Regions from separate parts of the Ovis aries genome. Here region 1 is linked to region 2. A link is a contact called in public Hi-C data. All regions are on one chromosome and are shown on one strand. The core of a region is the stretch at or near the end of the contact, and the rest is flanking DNA. Distances in the headings are between cores, read along the strand shown. Region 1 overlaps PLEKHG1 (pleckstrin homology and RhoGEF domain containing G1). Region 2 has its middle 49 kb from the start of IYD.

Region 1 (3,359 bases), core at 637-3,136, 380 kb after region 2:
CTGGAAAGGAGAAGAGGGGCACTGCCGGGTGGCAGAAGAGGAGGAGGAGAGGCAGTGTAGAAGAGGGGAGGGAGAAGTAAGTCAGGATGAGTCAGGTGTTGGGCCAAGAGGCTGGTGTTAAGTTCCAAGACAGGCTTCCAGGGAGAGGAACCGGTTGGATGGGCCTGAGAGGGAGGCGTGGTGGCCCATGTGCAGGGGCAGTTCAGCTGCAGGAGAGATGCAGGCCTGTCCACCCTGGCAGTCATCAGAGCCCGGAGATTTGATAGGAGGGCCCACACAAATGCGTAACGGGAAGACAGACCCTTGGGAATCCAACATCTAAGTGCTCGGCAAGGGGCGGAGGATTTGGAGAAGAACCAAAGAAAAAGTGGCCAAATGAGGCAGTAAGAAAACCGAAAGAGAAAGTATGGTAAGGAAAGAAGGAAAGAACCTCCCTGGGAAAGAGTGGAGTAACTGTCTCAAAGGCCGAAGAGATGACAACAGATTCCAACAAAAGCAGATATTAGGTTTGGCAACTAAGAGATAAGGGAGAGAAAGAGCAGTGGGTTGAAGAGAAATAAGGAACAGACTGTGTGTGGCCTTCTTTTTTTAAGCAAAGTTCAGAAAGGACAAGCAGTAGTAGTTTGAGGAGAGATAAGAGCAAAGAAAGACACTTTGCCCTCATGAAGAATGTCGTGAGCATGTAAGCTGAGGGGATGAGGAAAGGAAACAGGAGACAGGAAAGATAAGAGGTGGGGTACTCCTTGGAATGTAACTCTGGGGAGACGGAAGGATAGGGGCATCCTTAATCCAAAATTTGGGGTGGGGGTGTGTACTGTAAATATAGTCTAATAAAAACATTAGATTGTGAATATAATGATGGGAACTCAAAACTTACTATTTACTGAAAAAATATGCAAGAACTGCTAATGCACACCTCCATATATAAAAACATGGCTTCTTCAAGCTTTTAAAATCTAGAACTAATTCCCTTGGTCTTAGGAACCAAAAATTGGTGCAACTGTATATAAAATTAAGAAATCCATTCACCTTCTCTATACTAATTACACTTTTTATATTAACTTTACCAGTAGGTGTAGGGGTTAGTCTTGTCAAGAGTCAGAAACATCTTCCCTGAGCTAGGGGAAGAAGAAAAATAAAGAGAGGATAAACTTTGAGGTGGACTTGAGAGAGCTTAAAGGGTGTGCCTTCACTAAAGTTGCTGGTAATAGCATCTGCTGGGTGAGTGGAAGCAAAGATGGGGCTAGGTGTCCAAGGGCAATTAGGGAGATTCAGAGCACGTGCTAAAGAACATAGACTAGGGACTTTCCTGGTAGTCCAGGGGCTAAGACTCTGTGCTCCCAATGCTGGGGGCCTGGGTTTGATCCCTGGTCAGGGAAATAGATCCCACATGCCGCAATTAAGAGTTCCCATGCCACAAGTAAAGATCTTGGATTCAGCAGTGGAGATCAGAGATACCATGTGCCATAGCTAAGACCTAGTACAACCAAATAAATAATTTTTATAAAACCATGGGCTAGAGAGTCAGTGGGGCTGACTACAGCCATCTGTGAAAGGAATCCTGGACCCCACTGAGGCTGACCACCACAAACCAATGTGATTACTCAGCAACTTTGAAACTAGTGTGAAGAACCCTGGCACACATGGGTTGCCCAAGGTTGGGGACCAGCAGAGCCGTGAGGGGAAAGGTCAACAGGGAAGGCAGAGTGCTAACCAGTATCCAACCTGCAGTGATTGAGCATAATTCCCAGGCTGAGTGGAGCGTGAAACCAACCAGGAAAACAGGTGCATGAAGGATGAGTCAGAGAACTGGTTCAGCAAGAGTCTGGGTGGAGAGATGGAAATACAGAGATCTGTCACTGAAGGAGGGACTTCTGGAGTCCTACCTGCAAGGGAGGGCACTTCTGGGTGATGACAGGCTCCGGGGGCGGCTGTGATTATGCGTTGCTTGCTGTTCTAGAGTGAAGGGAAAGGTTAGATGTCCTAAAGGATATGAGGATCCACATGTATGGGGAAGGGGTCTATGCTGGGGCAGAGAGGAGGCAAGTAGAGCGGTAAATGGGACGATGCTCATGAGAGTAGAACTGGGTGGGAAATGACGCTATCTGAGATTTCTGAGAAACAAAGTCTGTTTGCTCTTTGCATACTTTTTGAAAAGTCTTTGAAGCTTGTCCTCAGGGGCTGTCAGCAGCACTTCTGTGCCCAGGAAATGAATGTGCATGGGTGTGGGCTTTGACTGAGGCGTGAGTCTCAGCTCATCAGGGCCTTCCAAGGGGTCAGGTAACTCACGCAGAGAGGTGAATGCATTTTCTTCATACTTAATCATTTGTCTGCTGGCCTCGTCTCTTGGAATGCCCTTCTGAGCCATGGCAGGTGCCATTCATAAGCCCCACCTGTTGTTCACCTGTCCCTGGGAAAATCAAAACTGCCAAAGGGGTTCTGAAAGGCAGTTATTGGCCATTACAAAATGAAGCTAGCTTACGGAACTTCCTCTTTCTCCCACACTAGGGGGTGTATATTCCAAGCAGTGTTCCCTTTATATTTTATAAGGGTTAATAGAGTCACGGTAGAATTGTACTTTTTTGTCCCTGACCCTTTTAGGATGTAAAATCTATTTTTTCAGCTACAAATGCTTGAGCACCATACAGTGTGCTGAGTACTTTGTATGCTTATTTCTTCCTTTTAGCAAAATGCCTTCTGCTAAAGGTCTTGTTCTCCCCATTCTAGAGAAATAAAAACAGAGGCTCAGAGATGGAAAGTAAACTGCCCTAGTTTATGCAATTAGGACTAGTTTATGCAATCTGGACTGAGTCCAGATTCAAACCCAGTTCTGCCTGGCCCCAAAGATCGTCTTAACTACATTGTTCCCAGGGAAAATGAAAGCACTCTTATTTACTATATTATATCCACTATAAGGTTGTGATAATTTTCTATTTTATTTAAGCAGGATTATTACTAATTTGAATTTTTCACTTTCCTTAAGACTATTTCTTCAATTATTTTCTTAAAGCTTTCAAAAGATATTTACTCTTATTAAATGAAATACATAATGGGAAAAATATCAAAAAATGTATCATTGTTCTACTATTTAACACCTTAAGAAGTTAGGTTCCTCCTAAAGAGTCAACACAACTTAGCAACTAAACAAACGACAAAGAACAAAACCTCCTTCTGGTCCTTAAATTCTGTGATGGTCCTTGACTGACCTCTAGTGGAAAATGTGGGAATAGTACTTTTTGATATTAAATGTCAAGGCAATAAAAAAATACTGAGTTCTTAAAGTCAAGCTTACAAATATTAAGAAACTTCCTGGAAATTAGCCATATGGTCCATCTATATATGTGGTATATACACTAACT
Region 2 (3,243 bases), core at 303-2,802:
TTAGCTGCCACTAGTACTACTATCACTACCTCTTAGTACCTTGAAAACAGAAGGGAGATGTCTGTAACTGCTTTGGAAGGCAGGAACTATCTGCAGAGCTGGTGGGTGTCTTTGGTGTCCAGACACAATACACACTTTGACATTGAATGGATGCCTTTAGATGATGAAATCAGGCATTTGTGTGAAGTTCGTAAGTTTTCACTCATCATTGGCTTACATAATTTGGAAATACCCTACATGTGGTTGCCACAAAAATACTTTTTCAATCCCCTTTCATTGCCGTTGATGGGAAATTGAAAGCATCTTGCTGAATTGAATCCATTTCCAAGTGAAGGTAGGTATTGTGACTCCACCAGGTGGCGCACGCATGCTAGATCAGGACTTCATATAGATAAGGACAAAGACACCAATGTAATCAGATACTATCTTTTCTCTCTCCCCGGGCAACCCCCGAATTTTCCTGTGTGTTCGTAATTTACGTTTCTAGATCATGTAAATACAGATGTGCTAGAGTTAGTCACCCGAATCAACTGTTCAGTGTCTAAGGCTAGGTTGTAAAAACGATCACTCTCCTTTGTTTTCAGCTCAAGTATTCTGACTATTCCTTTGCCACAGATTCCTTTATTTTTCATCCACTTCCATCAGTGGTCTGGGTCTCTTTTCTTTCTTACACATACTGATGGAGAGGAAAAACATACTCTCGAACGTTCTGGAAATTTTCTTGTATAGTACATCAATTCCCCAACCCTCTTAAAGATGCCATTCATTTTATTTTTATTTTTTTTTTTTTATTTTTTTAGTTTTTTATTTTTTAAATTTTAAAATCTTTAATTCTTACATGCATTCCCAAACATGAACCCCCCTCCCACCTCCCTCCCCATAACATCTTTCTGGGTCATCCCCATGCACCAGCCCCAAGCATGCTGCATCCTGCGTCAGACATAGACTGGCGATTCAATTCACATGATAGTATACATGTTAGAATGTCATTCTCCCAAATCATCCCACCCTCTCCCTCTCCCTCTGAGTCCAAAAGTCCGTTATACACATCTGTGTCTCTTTCCCTGTCTTGCATACAGGGTCGTCATTGCCATCTTCCTAAATTCCATATACATGTGTTAGTATACTGTATTGGTGTTTTTCTTTCTGGCTTACTTCACTCTGTATCATTCATTTTATTTTGCATGTAAGGGGCTCAGCTTTTGGAAAGACGTTAGAGAAATGTCCCAAGATACAAAGCAAATGATAGCTCTCTTTATTCAGCTTTATTTGTCTTTGCCTTTTGAAAAAAGAGGAAGTGGGGGGAAGAGGAAATATTCCCAGCCTGAATCTGAACCAGCAAGACCAGCCATGTTACGAGCCTGTCCTGTGGTCACTGAGATTTGCCATCTCCCAGTCTAACCCCCCCTCCCCCGCCCCGCCCCAGCCAGCACTCCCTCTAGAGCGAGACACAGGCCCCCAGAGGAAAAGTTTGGTAGGACATCCTGTGGACCAAGTCCAGAGCCAATAAAGGGAACTAAGAGACTTAGAGGCCGGAAGAGAGAAATGAGATTTAGCTAGTCTGACATCATCAAGCCACAAACGTGGCCACAGAAAGGCTCCCTGTGTGGAAGTGGAAAGCAGGGCAGCCTGGGGGCTGGCAGGCCCACCTCCTGGCTGGGGCCCTGCTGCTGAGCCAAGAGATGGAAGGAGAGGCCCCCTGGGGTGTTGGTGGCTCCTGGAGTGGCTGGTGTGAAGGGACAGTAGATCCAAGAGGGTGAAAGATGGATGGAATAAAGGGGACACATTGACCGTGCTTTCCTCAGTTTCCTCGTGGTGCTCCATTAACACAAGGAGAAGACAAAAATTCACAGTCTAAGTCACAAAATAAGGGTGTGATCTAGTTTTTTATAGAGCAGCATTGAGAAATAGTCCTTGATTATGCAGACAGCATTTTAGGAACTGTTCGTATTTATAAGTCTGTTATTGAAGTTTTCAGAGCTGACCTTTAATTCCAGAAGTATATGGTTAAAGGTTGTTTTTTTTTTTTAATTGGTTCAGTCCTTGGGATATAAAAAGAACCTTGTGGTCCTCTGACATTCATAAAGAAGTAAAGTTATTTTAATTTTTGAATATACTGGATCAATTTGTATACAGGATATCATTTTTAATAACCTTTATTTACTTTTATTTTTAATCCCTACATTCCTTTTTTTTTATCCAGGTGTCATGTCATATGTTGTAACATCATATAATACATTTGTACCTCATAAGCTACAACCCAGAAGGCAACATTTTTCCCCCCAAAGGCCTTCAACAGCTGTCACCAACCCGTTATAAAGATCCAGAACAGTCTGGGGCTTTGTTGTTGTTATTAGTTTAAAAATGAAATATCTTATGAGAAAGCACAAATACAAAAGAAAGTAGGCAGGGATTCAGTTTTGGAAAAATTAAGTTCAATTCTAGGATGGCAAAGATTTACGTAAGATTTATACTTTGCATGAGTCATAGCAAGCAGTGCTGGCCACATGAACAAAGACCTGAAAGTTTCAGTGGTTTAACAAAGCAGAGGTTTATTTCTCACTTTCTTCACAACTTAACATGGGTCTCTCAGGAGAAAGGCAGGGAGCCCTGCTCCAGGCATTCAGGGATCCAGGCTTTTTTCAGTTAGTGGCTCTGCCATTTTTGGTGCCTTGGTTTCCTCTATCAGGGCTTTGCATTCGATCAGCAGTCAGGAGAGGAGGATGGGTAAATCCTGTTTCATTTAACTGCCTCGGTCTGGAGGTAATGTGCAACACTTCCATTTACCTTCCGTCAATAAGAACCAGTTTCAGGAATTGGAAGAAGAGAACTTGGATATTGATGTAAAATAGTCCAATGTTCACTACAGAAGCGTGTGTGTGTGCCAAGTTGCTTCAGTCGTGTCCAACTCTTTGCGACCTCATGGACTGTAGCCCACCAGGCTCCTCTGTCCAGGGAATTATCCAGGCAAGAGTACGGAAGTGGGTAGCCATTCCCTTATCAGGGAATCTTCCCAACCCAGGGATTGAACCCAGGCCTCCCACATTGCAGGAGGATTCTTTACCATCTGAGCCACCGGGGAAGCCCATTTACTATACATACTCACCAGCAATATAGAGTTTGGTAAGATACAAAACTATTGTTAAAACTATTTGTCTCAGGGTGGGAAATGTCATGTTCCACTCCCCAAAAACCAGTCCACTCATACCAGACCCAGTCAGGCACAAGCAAAATCTAGCCTTG

What was found. Hi-C and Micro-C count contacts between places; a contact is called where the count stands out from the background.
Region 1: a Hi-C map of tail adipose tissue shows a contact between it and region 2, with 8 times the contacts expected there. The contact joins two enhancer-like sites. A contact is called at or near these places in 15 of 16 Hi-C or Micro-C datasets (blood, hypothalamus, liver and 7 more).

The regions. Positions count from the first base shown.
Region 1 is chr8:75,740,570-75,743,928 of ARS-UI_Ramb_v3.0, forward strand. The region is part of intron 11 of PLEKHG1 (pleckstrin homology and RhoGEF domain containing G1); the gene reads left to right. Among named protein-coding and RNA genes, the nearest start is that of TRNAS-GGA, 23 kb to the right of the region's middle. Within about 2 kb of position 1,887, at least 9 of the 54 cell types and tissues checked have an H3K27ac peak or open chromatin away from gene starts, as enhancers often do.
Region 2 is chr8:75,364,474-75,367,716 of ARS-UI_Ramb_v3.0, forward strand. No RefSeq gene overlaps it. Among named protein-coding and RNA genes, the nearest start is that of IYD, 49 kb to the left of the region's middle. Within about 2 kb of position 1,553, at least 16 of the 54 cell types and tissues checked have an H3K27ac peak or open chromatin away from gene starts, as enhancers often do.